Linked DNA regions of Triticum aestivum: region 1 is linked to region 2. The links are chromatin contacts, called in public HiCAR-type maps. All regions are on one chromosome and are shown on one strand. The core of a region is the stretch at or near the end of the contact, and the rest is flanking DNA. Distances in the headings are between cores, read along the strand shown. Region 1 holds the start of LOC123136341. Region 2 holds the start of LOC123136336.

Region 1 (6,075 bases), core at 3,195-5,694, 510 kb after region 2:
AGAATAAGAAATGTAGCCAGCTTCATTTCCAGTCACATCTTAACAGCATAGCGGCAGGTATATAAAAAAAATGATTCGATATTCGTGCAATGATAATGGCTAAACCGCTCCATCATCCCAGGTGAAGAAAATACCCAAGACATTCTCGTCGCTGGAGCATTACTTGGATTCGTTTGCTGACCCATTGGTCGAGGAAGTACACGCGGACTTCCTCTCTTCGTTCGAGGGCTACCACCAAGCACCATTCGTTCAGGTAACCAGGGTTCAGAAGCTCGACCATGGCGAGAAGTCCCAGGCCTTCTTCTTCTGTTTCCTGGCTGCCCGGAGAACATCGTACGCTCCCGTCAAGGACGACATCGTCGCCGTCTCCTCCTCGAGGAAGGGCAAGCACCCGTTATCCTACGTCCTGGGTTCGGTTTGCAAGAGCTGGGAAGACGACGAGGATTTCCCTGCTGACTGCTTCATCGTCAGGCTGTCGACGGCTGTTCCGCCCGTGGATGTCGACGCTGGAACGAATAGGCCCATGGCGCCACTGTTCGTCTCCTTCCTCATGAACACCAAGACGTACAATCGCATCTGGACGTGCCTTCAGCTGGGGAAGACGAGCGGTCGGAAGAGAGTGAGCGATGCCGGTCTCGTGGATGCCGTCTGGAGATACAGCGCCTCAAAGGTATGCTCTTCTTATGTAGTCTGCTATGATTCTTCATCACTGTCTTACCTTACCTGTAAATTTCTCTTTTCGACATGAAGGCAGTGGAAAATGACTCCCGGTCCCAGTTATCTCACCGGTCCCGTGCCACCGACGACCTTGGGCTCGACAGGTTCAGGCTTAACGAGTCGCAGCTGAATGCAGTAGAGGACTCCGTTGCAGCAATGGGGAGCCCTTCTCCTTCCCTGAAGCTGATATGGGGGCCTCCGGGGACTGGCAAAACCAAGACCATCAGCACCATACTCTGGGCGATGCTGCTCAGGGGGCACCGGACGCTTACTTGTGCTCCGACCAACACCGCGGTGCTGGAGGTCGCGTCTCGAGTAGTCCAGCTTGTCCGGGAGTTCTCAAATGGCGGCAGCGGCGGCTGCTTCCTGAGTGACATCGTTCTGCTGGGAAACAATGAGAAGATGAAGGTAGAGGCCAGCCATGAGCTCTCTGCGGTGTTCCTTGACTGTCGCGTCGAGCGGCTTTCCCAATGCTTCTCGCCAAATGGAGGCTGGGGGCACTGCTTGCGTTCGCTGACGGATTTTCTTGCGGAGCCTGTGAGCAAATACCAGCTGTACACCGATAAAATTACCAAGGACCGTGAGGAGGAGGAGAAGAAGAGGAACATTTCATCAAATGTGCTAGATAAGAAGAACAAAAATGTTGCAAGATGCAATAAAGGGAATGATCATGAAAAGGATAGATGCAATAACCAAGGAGACGAGCAAGTGTTTGTTACCCTGTCATTCAAGGATTTTGTGAGAGCCACTCACAAGGAACTCGCTCACAACTTGTGCCACTGCATCGAGGCATTGCAGAATGATTTCCCAAGGGACCCTACGACGGCGCCGAATTTCTGGTGCATGTCCGATGTGGTAGAAGTAACAAGAGTTCTCGGTGCGTTGCTAGACGCCGGTGCCGGCGACAGACACGAGGCATGGGTGAGCGATGTCGGCGATGCCTGCAGCCCGTGCTCTGTGAGCAACGATCCTCCATGCAAGGAATGCAGATTCAGGAAAGCAAGGTCACTCTGTCTCGAACAACTGGAGTATCTGCGCAACAATCTGAAGCTCCCCGGCTACTGCGACAAGCGACCGATTGAAATCTACCTGCTCCAGAGAGCCAAGAGTATCCTGTGCACTGTTTCCACTTCTTTCAGGCTGTATAACGTACTGCCCACGGACAATCAGAAACCTGTTGGCGGGCAAGGACAACGGCAACACAAAGAGCCCGAGATCTTCCCCCCTCTGGAGTTGTTGGTCGTCGACGAAGCCGCACAGCTCAAGGAGTGTGAGGCCATGATCCCGCTGCAGCTGCCTTGTATAAGGCACGCTGTTTTCATCGGGGACGAGCGCCAGCTACCTGCTCTCGTCAAGAGCAAAGTATGATCTCTGAAGCCAGTTCACTTACTACTCCCTCTGTCCCATAATATAAGTCACTAACGCTCTTATATTATGGAACGGAGGGAGTAGTTAGTAGTTACTAGTACTAGAGTAGACTTGACCAATAAGACCCTTTGCTTGTGAAATGGTCGTTGCAGATATCCGAGAACGCCGATTTTGGAAGAAGCATCTTCGAGAGGCTGATCTCGCTAGGCTGCCGCAAGCACCTCCTGGACACCCAGTACAGGATGCATCCGGAGATAAGCAGGTTCCCTGTGTGGAGGTTTTATGACGGCAAGGTAGGTGACGGGGCCAACGTCGTCTCCAAGAGCCACCGGCGCCGGCTCTTGAGAGGCAACATGTTTGGGCCGTACTCATTCATCAACGTGCATGGGGGGCGCGAGAGCAGCGAGGAGCATAGCCGGAGCCCCAAAAACACCATCGAGATCGCCGTCGTCTCGCTGATAGTCGAGAGACTGTTCCGAGGTCTGTCGTATCTACAAGCAGACAATATAATGCTGGCCTTCGTTTGTGGCATAACTTTTTCTCTTTATTTCTGGACGCCACATCACAGAGTCGGCTTCTTCGGGAACAAGGCTATCCGTTGGCATCCTGTCGCCGTACAACGCTCAGGTGAGGGCGTTCCAGGAGAAGCTGGAGAAACCATACGGAAGCCGCGATGGTTTCTCTCTCAAGATAAAGTCCGTGGACGGGTTCCAGGGCGGGGAGGAAGATGTCATCATCATATCCACGGTGAGGAGCAACGAGGATGGCGCGGTCGGGTTCCTCAGGGACGCGAAGCGTACCAACGTGGCTCTCACAAGGGCCAAGTAAGCCAAGCATCAGTAACCTTGTGGTCATGTGTTCTTATATGTATACTACTATGAGTCTATGACTGCCTTGAATGAACTGGGTGGTTTCTTTTGGTCCGCAGGCATTGCTTGTGGGTGATTGGCAACGCGGCGACTCTGTCCAAGAACAGGTCCGTCTGGCAGGACATTGTGTACGACGCTCGGAGGCGACAGCGCTTTTTCCATGCCGACAGGGACAAGGGTCTGTCGGACGCAATGCAGGCGGCAGCTGTTGAGCTCGATGCCGCTGATAATCTGCGCAAGATGGGGTCCTTGCAGTGCGCGGCATGATCCCGAGGTACATACTGTGGAATAAGTTCTCCGAAGCATGCTGTCGGCCTACGGTCGCAGGAGGCTGAAAGCTTCTTGTGGGTTTCCAAAGTTGGCTGGCAAAAAGGAGTGGAAACTAAGCTTGCGGTACTAACATCTTCAGATTACAGAGACCCAGGAGGAAGGAGTGTCGCTCGTTCGTGAGATGATTTGAAGTTCCGAAAGCGGACATCATATATGTTAGATGCGGCTCAAATTTGAAACCGTGCCTGAAGAAGAACGGTTTAACCGTTGTAAACGATCACTTTTATTCGTCGTGAATGAACGGCCATGCCTGCCTGCAAACTTGCATAGCCCTCGTGGAAAAGATACCATGAATGTTTGCTTTGGGCAAAGCATCGGGATAAAGCCGGGGATGCCTTTGGGTGAAAGCTGTGGAGGTTGGTCACGCGCGGGCTCATCAAAAGCTTTGTGTTTAGTCCAGGTTTGGTGCAGGTTTGGTCGTGGTGGGTTTTGGAAGAGCGTCAAGATGCAAAAGATGGGACCAGAGTTGACGGCTCTGAACGAGCTTTGCCAAGGATCTCTGTCGTTCTCGTGTGGTTTATTTTCTTGGATCTGATGTGCTTTAGTTCATTTTTATCAGTAAAGCCAGATCGTTTTTGTAAATGAACACTTTGTTGGTAACACATATACGGTAATCCAAACCCATAAATAACAAGAAAATGGTAAAATTGTAGTAAGAAATGTTGCTTTTTGGACTGTTTGAAGACGCGAGTTATAGCATCATTGCTACGGGCCAAGTAATAGCAGGAGGCAACTGTTTTTGTCAAATGGTTCCAAACAGCACAGGAAGCAAACACAGAAGAGACAGCACAAGATGCCATCCATTGCAATCAGACCGCCCAAAACAGCAGGAAGCAAGCAAGCAAATCCAAAATCCAAAATCCAAAATTCAAAACTCAAAATAACGTGGCAACACGGTGAAAACATCTCACTTTTACAGAGCATACAAGTACTATAGTACTACTACAGTATGTACTTACAAAATGACCATGGAAATTGCGTTGACAACATTACAAGTTGACCGGCGGAGGGGGGCAAGTTGGCAACCAACGGCACGCCCGCGGGCCATCATGGTCAAAATCGTCACCTTTCCACCCGTAGTAGTCGTACTCGTACTAGTGCCCTCCCACTCGCACCCCACTCCGCCAAAAGTCCACCCTTTCCTTCCCTCCCTCCCACGCCCGCCGCCCCGCCCCGCAACCACGCGCGCACGCCCAAACGCCCGCCCGCCATAAAGCCACCCTCTCGTCTCGGGCCTCGCCGCGCGGCCACCCACGCCCAACGCCCCTCCCCACGCCGACGCAATGCACCCCGTCGAGGAGGCTCGCCGCGGCGCGACCGGCGCTGCCGCGTAGGGTCTGGTCAGGTGGCGGCAGGCCGGTGGCGTCGCGGGAGGAAAGGGCCAGGACTGGCGGACCGGAGCCCCGCCGCCCATGCCGTGCGCGCGGGCCGAGGACGCGCTCCCCTCCGCCGCCGCCGACATGGTCTCCGCCTCCCTGATCCAGAAGGTGGCCGGCGGACGGAGGCCCCCCGAGCCAGGCCGCGCTCTGCAGCGCACGCCGCACGTGTCCGCGGGGGACGTCGGCGCGCCGGCGCCGGCGGCCAGCTGCTCCGGGGTAAGTTCCTGCTCCGCACTGCGAAGTCACGACCCACAGAAATCATCATACTCCTGCTATTTTTAAAAATTAAATTTAGATGTCCGGATTATTAGGAGCCATAGCGTGGTTGCGAAAAGCCTAGATTCTTGGTGGAGAAAGGCGAGATTTTAGCACCTAACGCCGCAACCCAGATCAAATCGCTGTCCCTTTGCGGGTGCCGTCGCGCCGAGGGCGCCGTACGGTGGGACGACGTCCTTGTCCCGGATGGACGAACTGCCCCACACTGTCCCCTCGCCTCGTCCGTCCCCCACTCCCGATTAAATCACCACCACAGGCTGTGCGGTCAACCGGCAATCTTGTTGCTTAGTGCTCACTTGACCTCTATCTCTAAGATTGGATGGATTAATAGCATTATCCTCTTGAACTTTATTGATAGCATTATCTTGACTGAATTGCTTTGGTTTGTTCTTGTTGTAGGATGATGGCAAGGGCAGTCGCAGCGGCAGGAGAGAGGAGAGCCGCAGAGGCAGGGCGCGGAGCTACCGGTCGGAGCTCGAGCAGGAAGTGTGTGATTACTCTTCTTCTCCATGGTTACATGTCGTTTTTCGACGGTTCGATGTATGTAATGTATGTCGGTGCCTGGATACGGCGTTTGTTCTTATCCGGTAAAATTCATGCAGGTTAAGAAACTGCAGAGGCAGCTCGAGAAAGAGATCGAGTTGCACGTGGCGTTGGCGGACGCTGTCACGCAGAACGCGCCGCCGCCTGCATTGAATTCTTCTGCCAAGATCCCACCTGAGGTGCAGCAGCTATTTATACTACATTGTCATTTACTAGAAAGTCAATGTGCATTCACTAATCTTGCTTTAACCTTCCATCCATTATGTAGACACAGGAGCTACTAGTTAACATCGCCTCCCTGGAGGGTGCCGTTTCGAACCTCGAAAAGGAGTTAAATGATCTGTATTACCAGCTTTGTCATGAAAGGAATGAACGGCTACTTGCCGAAAATAACCCAGGAGGCTTGCCATCTGCGTCCTCAGATGACCGCTCGCTGTCAACTTGCACGTGTACATGGGAAGAAGTAAGTTTTTATCTGGCAATATCTAAGGGTGCATTATTCCTGATAAAGGAGAGTTATTGATGGTTTCTTGATTGTATTTCTCATCAGCACATATCATCATTGAGGGATTTGAAGTTCGGTGGATCCGAGT
Region 2 (6,620 bases), core at 3,509-6,008:
CACATGCTTGCGTCTAAGTATGGACATACGCCCGAGGTCAAACAAATCAGGCCTACTAAATAGAAGAATTCTGTTCAAGTAGATGACTTTTTTTAATTGAACTACTTCTTGCCACAAATCTCATTTGGGTGTGTATACTTAAAGACGCAGCATGACTAGACCAATCAAGCGGCCCGAAGAACCCTCCATGGAACCTTTTGACAAAACTTCATTGTGAATATACTCCAGGTTCACTCAATATGGTCACAGTAGGTAAGTGATAAGAACTCAGTTTAGCTAATAGTATATCACATGTCGTGATGAGAGGTTCCATGTTTGATCATCAATGACTCGATTGTGTAATCTTATACTACATACATTTTACCATTGAGGACATGACATGCATGGTACAAGTCACTGAAATATAATTTTAGTCACACGTAAGGCCCCATGGGCATGATTCCTAGGAGCGTAGTAAACTGAAAAACTCTATGCAAGTAGATAAACTGTTTTTAGTTTAAATACTTCCACAAATCTCTTTTGCACAATTCCTAGGAGCGTACATTTAAAAAGATAACTAAGTGGACATATTTGAGTATAACACATGTCTAAATCAATTATGTGAAATTTATTCCAGGTTCTCTTAATATGGTCACAGTAGGTAAGTGATAAGAATCCAGTTAGCTAATAGTACGTCTTATCTGTAATGAGAGGTCCTATGTTTAATCATCAATGATGGTAATATACATGTTACTGTTCATGGCATTATTCGGGCACCCCAAGGATATAAGAATCTAAAGGTTTTACTCATTTTGAAGTTACAGTCAACTTACCCAAGGAGCATACTGTGAGTCGTCATCCTTTCTTGTACTCATTCCATTTTTCTTCTCGGGAAGGGTTTTCCCTTCACCTGAGCAGTCTGAAACTAGCAAGTGGAGTCTCTCGCTTCCCTGCATCAAAATAAATGTCAAAAAAACCTACATATTTTCATTCATGTATTGCTGACACAGATTTGCTATGTAGTATGTCATAGTGTAATCTCTAGCTCTCTACCAACAAAAGAAGACATGCAATGCAGTATAGCTCCTTCCAACAGTCACCAAGTAGCAACTGTGTCATTGCCAATAACTCCCTTCCTAATTAACAAGACTTTCAATAACGTATTTGACTTACATGCCCTCTATAGTTTACATCCTCTGGAATTTTTGTGCACAAATTGTGCCCTACACACTACAGACTAGTGCTGACTTCTGAGGGAGTATATGTTCACAAGTTGAAATTCAAACAAACTGGAATATGTTTGACATGTTTTGAACCTGGAGAGCTCGCCAGTGAGAATAAGCTCGAAACAGCGTCCAAAAAAATGGTATGTTTGGCAAAGGCAGCACCTGCAGATGAATAAAGAGTGTTCTGTTATGAAAGTTATTTGTCTTACGTAATAAAATACAACAATGCATCATACAATCAGATCCTTTGATTAACCAGATGATGGTAAAACCAGTAACCAGCATAATTAAATACAATAACTACATCATAAATAATTAACTACTAAACACAAACCTAAATCTGGTTCTCTAATCTTAACAATACACAAAATGACCTTATTATTTTCCTTCTGTTAATTTGAAGTACTAAGCCACAAAGTAGAGCGAGCACACAAGGAAGTTGCTTCAAGTAATAGACCTCAACCAACTGACATGTGCGCAACCTAGAAGGCTAGAATGCAGCAAAAACAAATATTTAAATGATGTAACCATCACAAAGAAGATCTAATGATATATTTGATCAACTCTTAACGGCAGTAAAATCAACGACAGATATAAAATAACAATATCTTTGGAATACATTTGAATAAATCCAATAGGCACACTTTCATTGATTGTAGCTAACACTTAAATTCTTACCATGAAAACACTCGTTACTGGAAGCATGCAAATGCTGCCATACAGATATTTTTTGTGAATAGCCGCACCCCTAATACTCAAAAACCATGTAGAAACAAAGGTGTCAGGAAAGATCTAAATCGAACTAAACAATACACTTGTAAGGTCATAAAGCAATCACCTAACAGCAATGTGCCGCAGGCGTCGGCGCACGAGACGAGGATTTATACTGCAGTTACAAATTATGATTTAGAATAAATACTTAGGGGGGTAAGAGAAGGCATGTGAGTTCAAAAATGCCAGGTAACTGCATGGCAGGGGAAAGACAAGTTTGCAAAAATTGTTGAAGCCAGATATATGCACAAAGTTCATCATACAGAACCCACCTAAATAAGTATATATACATATGTCTGTCTCCTGCTCATAGTTAACTAGTTCTATCATTGGCGGCAATGCATATTCCCTGCTAATGGGAAGAAAATTCTATGAGACCAGGTCTCATTCCCCATCACGTGAGACCCCACCCAGAAAATGACACGTGTTTGGCACCCATCTCAAAGCATCTTCTTCTCCAAGCTTTAAATCTCTGCCAAATTCCCACCGGCCGGCAATGTCTATCTCGTGGCTAGCCTTCTCCTAATGACAGTTGACTACCCGTGGCTGTAACCGGCCTGCCTGCCTGACTCTCACTCTGTACGGCCATGGCCACGCCGATGGAGGCAATCTGCAGGTGCAGGGCATGCCATTTTGATCACATCTCTGCAGTACGGTGAACCGGCGATGCCGCGATGGCCTTGGAGGCCGGTAGGCTGGATGGTTTTTGTACAATGAAGATGGCTAAGGATAAAAGAACAAGCTAGTAACAAACTAGCAATACGATGCTGCAGTTTTGGAGTAGAACAGAAGTGGTTCACCAGTAGCCATCACCAATTGAGCGATTGGTTCTGACTTCTGAGTCATGGCTCGCTAGCTGAAGCGCACACTAGTTGGGATTAAGGAGATAGAAGATGCTAATAGTCTGAGCTCCACGGTTTAAACAGATTGCTCAGCTGGGGATATCTTTGGGGAAGAAGATGCTTTGAGATATGTGCTAGACACGTGTCGTTTTCTGGGCGGGGTCTCACGTGATTGGAAAAGAGACCCGGTACCTACAGTAATAACAGATACTCCCTCCGATCTAAAATAAGTGTCGCTGTTTTGCACTCGGGCTAGTTCAAAACTGTGACACTTATTATGGATCAGAGGTAGTACTATTTACATTCAGAATCACAAACATCAGAAGACATGCAATACAAGATCAACTCAGTAAGCACTCACACCTTCCAACCATTTGAACACCACAAACCCAAAGAAAAAAAAATACAACCCAACTGGCAAGCATATTTTACAGACATGAAGAAACAATAACGCAAGCTTATCACCACTTACCTTGCAGGGTGGACGATTTCAAGCATGGAGACATCCTTGGTCAGTGACTTCAACAGAGTCTCCGACGGCCGCACCCGCGAAAGCAGCTTTAACCCAAAGCTGCACCACAACAAAGCTCAGCGTCTGATCGATCTTGCCACGCCCTTCCACACAACACACGCCAAATCTTAAACGCCCGACCTGTGGATCCGCCTCTTTACTGATCCCTCCGGCGCGCTGCCGAAACCAATCCACGCCCTGTTCATCTGCACACCCGAACAACATATGCTAGTTACTCAATCAATAGTTGGTTCTCCCTAGCGAGTAACTTTTGCTCGGTTAAACATGTTACAGTGGCACATGCTTTAGTGCAATGGATCTTATTATGGAGGAATACAAGTAGGGTGGAAACGACATGGAAACAGACAGACTATGTGCTGTCTATGAGGACGGCATACATGCATAAGGACAGAAATTTCACGTGTAAATCCAGAAATTTCACTTCCATTTGTGTTTCAACCGGAAGTCGTCATCCCATTTATGTCTTCATAATTTTATTTTTTGGCCTCTGAAAGACTCTGTTTCTGTACCATTTTCACCCTTAGACAAAATAAACCTCACGCATAATGCATTTCCCTGCTGAAGAAAGGGCCTGTGGAGGCCCAAGTATATCACACACTTACAAGCATGAACAGACAGTAGAAAACTAGAAATTAATCTGTGGAGGATGGCATTTCCCAACAAGGTTCAGAGTTCGCAACAGATTCTGCCGTAGCAAGGAGGGAATGATTTCAACTGAAAACGTCAGTACATATCAATGCATGTTAACTAAACATTGGAAAACGAAATTCTACGAATTAATAGAAACGTAGCCACGGCGAGATCCAGAACGGCTTAGCATCATCGGATCAACGAAAACATCAGCTGGTTTTGCTGCGGCCACATAAAGTGGACCAAAAACATTCGACTGGAGCTGCAGAGATCATATGGTTCATTCACGCCCACCTAAGACCGCATACCGCAGGCACAGGCTAGGAGAAACGCATAAGTAAAGGATGAATGCGGCGGGCGGAGGAGGGGGGAGAGGGTGGGGGGCATTCCGTCGAGCACCTTGTCCGCGACGAAGTCGGCCACGGCCTCGGCATTCTCGGGCGCCGTGCGGCCGCCGGCGGAGATCCCGAGCCAGAGGTCCTTGAGGGTGGGCGGCGGCGGAAGAGCGCCGCTGCCCGCGGCGGAGGCGGAGGCGGAGGTGGCGGGGAGGACGGGGCGCGGGCGGGCGAAGCACCAGGCGCGGCCCCTGATGGGGAAGACGACGACGCGGGCCTGCATGGTGGTGTCTGGGAGGCCGCCGGCGAGAGGCGAGGAGGGAGTGGCGGTTGATCGCGGCGGGGGACGCGGCGGACGGTGGTGGCGGCGAGCTGGTCCGGTGTGGAGCCTGTCGAGTGGGGTGTGAGGAGGCGAGACCGACTCTTTTGTCTGGGTCGCGCGGGGTCGGGCTTTCTCGGACGTCGGATCGGGATCGGAAGGCTTGACGAGATCATTACAAGTTCTTTTTTTTTTTTGACATAACGAGTGTCTGTACAAAGGCTAGTTCAGTGTAAAACACTGCTGTCAAAAAAAAATAGTTCAGTGGGAAACACAAAACTGAATTTGAATATTTCAAAATTCCAACTAGAATGTAGAATCACACACTCACACAGAGTCGTAGACCCACTAAAAACTTGAGATGCGGAGTTTTCGTTATAGACACCTTGTTGAGTGCCGCCTTCCTTTGAAACAATAAAAGTCATGTAGTGACGCGTCTGACGGTATCGAATAATTTTTGTTTAATTTAACATCATAAAAGTGGTACGTATTTATACGATGGGACAAATACAAATAGGATGCACAAATCGGAAAGCGAGCCACATTTGTTTTGCATTTCTTAGTGAAAGCGAAAACGAACATGGAAACACGTGTAATGTGATCCAGGTGCCCTTGAACATCATGTTATGCTCCTTGGCAATTTGTGGTGCACGCGCGTAACATGATTCCGAGTGTCCCTCCAAGCAGTTTTAACACCTCAAAGACATATGCCCATCATCGTCATTGGGGTTATTGCACTATGTGAGAAGATGCTACATCCACGGGAGTTATGAAAAAAAAAATACGGGACGAGGTGGCTGGTTATGGAAAAAATCAAAGAATGGGCCCCCACCCACAGCTGAAATTCCGGCGCGGGGGGGGGGGGAGGGGGGGCATATGTTGATCTGCATGATGGAATCCGTCTCCATTCTTTAATTGGTGTATAAACTGGGTCAAAAATCAATGTTTTTTAAGTTTGACCAAGCATATATACAAAAATATGAAGATAAACAATTCTAAATCAATATTAATATATACACTATCACATATATTTTCATAACGTATTAATTTAATTTGAAGTTGTTGATAGTTTCTTCTATATGCATGATCAAACTTAGAAATACTTGACTTTTTACAGAACTATACTCTATCTATTCAGGGAAGGAGGGAGTACAAGACACACACTGCTTAACTAATTTCCGAGAGAAAACGTTCTGCTGACCCAGGTGTAACACAAAATCTCATTTGCAAGCATTAACGGACAATATTTCCCGTTTCTTTTTACTCTGTATACAAGGTGTCTTAAATCAAACTTTATAAAGTTTAACCAGGATTATTAAAAAAACATGAACGTTCACAAGATCAGATCAATATCATTAGATGCACCATGAAATTAATTTTGCATGTAGTTTTAGTATTGTAGATATTGGTATGTTTTAATATAAATTTGATCAAATTTTACAAAGTTTAATTTAAGGCAAATCTTGTGCGGCGAAGCAAAAAAAGAAAGGGAAAAGATCACCGGAACGTTTCCTGAGGGAGGTTCTAGGAAACACCTCCAAAGCCTCCTGCCACCTGATCATGATCGATCGAACGGCATTGTTAGTGCTCTGGCAGTTTCGCCTGCGAACTTGGCAATTCTTACAAAATTGCCATGGCAAATTTACTTCATTTGCCATGAAATGTGGCAACTTTACTTCATATACTATATTTGGCATGGGTTCAGGGGGAAAACGCTTCCAGGAAACATTCCCCAGATATTACGGCCCCACAGAAACGGAGGAAGTAAACAAACACAGCACACCAGCCAGAAACCAAGGAGATCACACAAGGATCGAAACTAGTCGCGATTACCATAGGCAGCACACGGGGCGACCTCCCAGAACTTACAGGGTTCATCCGGAAGACGCATCGCATACGACAGGAAACGCAGCCCATCATCAGGTCTAACAACGGCTACCGCCACCACCCCTCTACATCAAAGTCTGTCAGGGCAAGCAGAAAGGG

Evidence for each region. HiCAR-type assays count read pairs that join an accessible place to other places.
Region 1: a HiCAR-type map of leaf shows a contact between it and region 2, with 8 times the contacts expected there. The contact joins the promoter of LOC123136341 here to the promoter of LOC123136336 in region 2. A contact is called at or near these places in 2 of 5 Hi-C or Micro-C datasets (leaf and root) and 1 of 1 datasets of contacts at active chromatin or transcription factors (leaf).

The regions. Positions count from the first base shown.
Region 1 is chr6B:162,325,024-162,331,098 of IWGSC CS RefSeq v2.1, forward strand. LOC123136341 reads left to right here and starts at 4,445. Exons shown (of 11, transcript XM_044555712.1): 1 at 4,445-4,879; 2 at 5,339-5,425; 3 at 5,542-5,661; 4 at 5,751-5,945; 5 at 6,033-6,075. The coding sequence starts at 4,697. LOC123136339 reads left to right here. Exons shown (of 9, transcript XM_044555711.1): 5 at 122-670; 6 at 751-2,079; 7 at 2,238-2,565; 8 at 2,654-2,909; 9 at 3,014-3,967. The coding sequence ends at 3,221.
Region 2 is chr6B:161,815,174-161,821,793 of IWGSC CS RefSeq v2.1, forward strand. LOC123136336 reads right to left here and starts at 4,759. Exons shown (of 8, transcript XM_044555703.1): 1 at 4,380-4,759; 2 at 3,471-3,535; 3 at 3,291-3,389; 4 at 2,044-2,091; 5 at 1,884-1,953; 6 at 1,296-1,367; 7 at 813-929. The coding sequence starts at 4,598. LOC123136337 (DNA-directed RNA polymerase V subunit 1) reads right to left here. Exons shown (of 19, transcript XM_044555704.1): 19 at 6,441-6,620.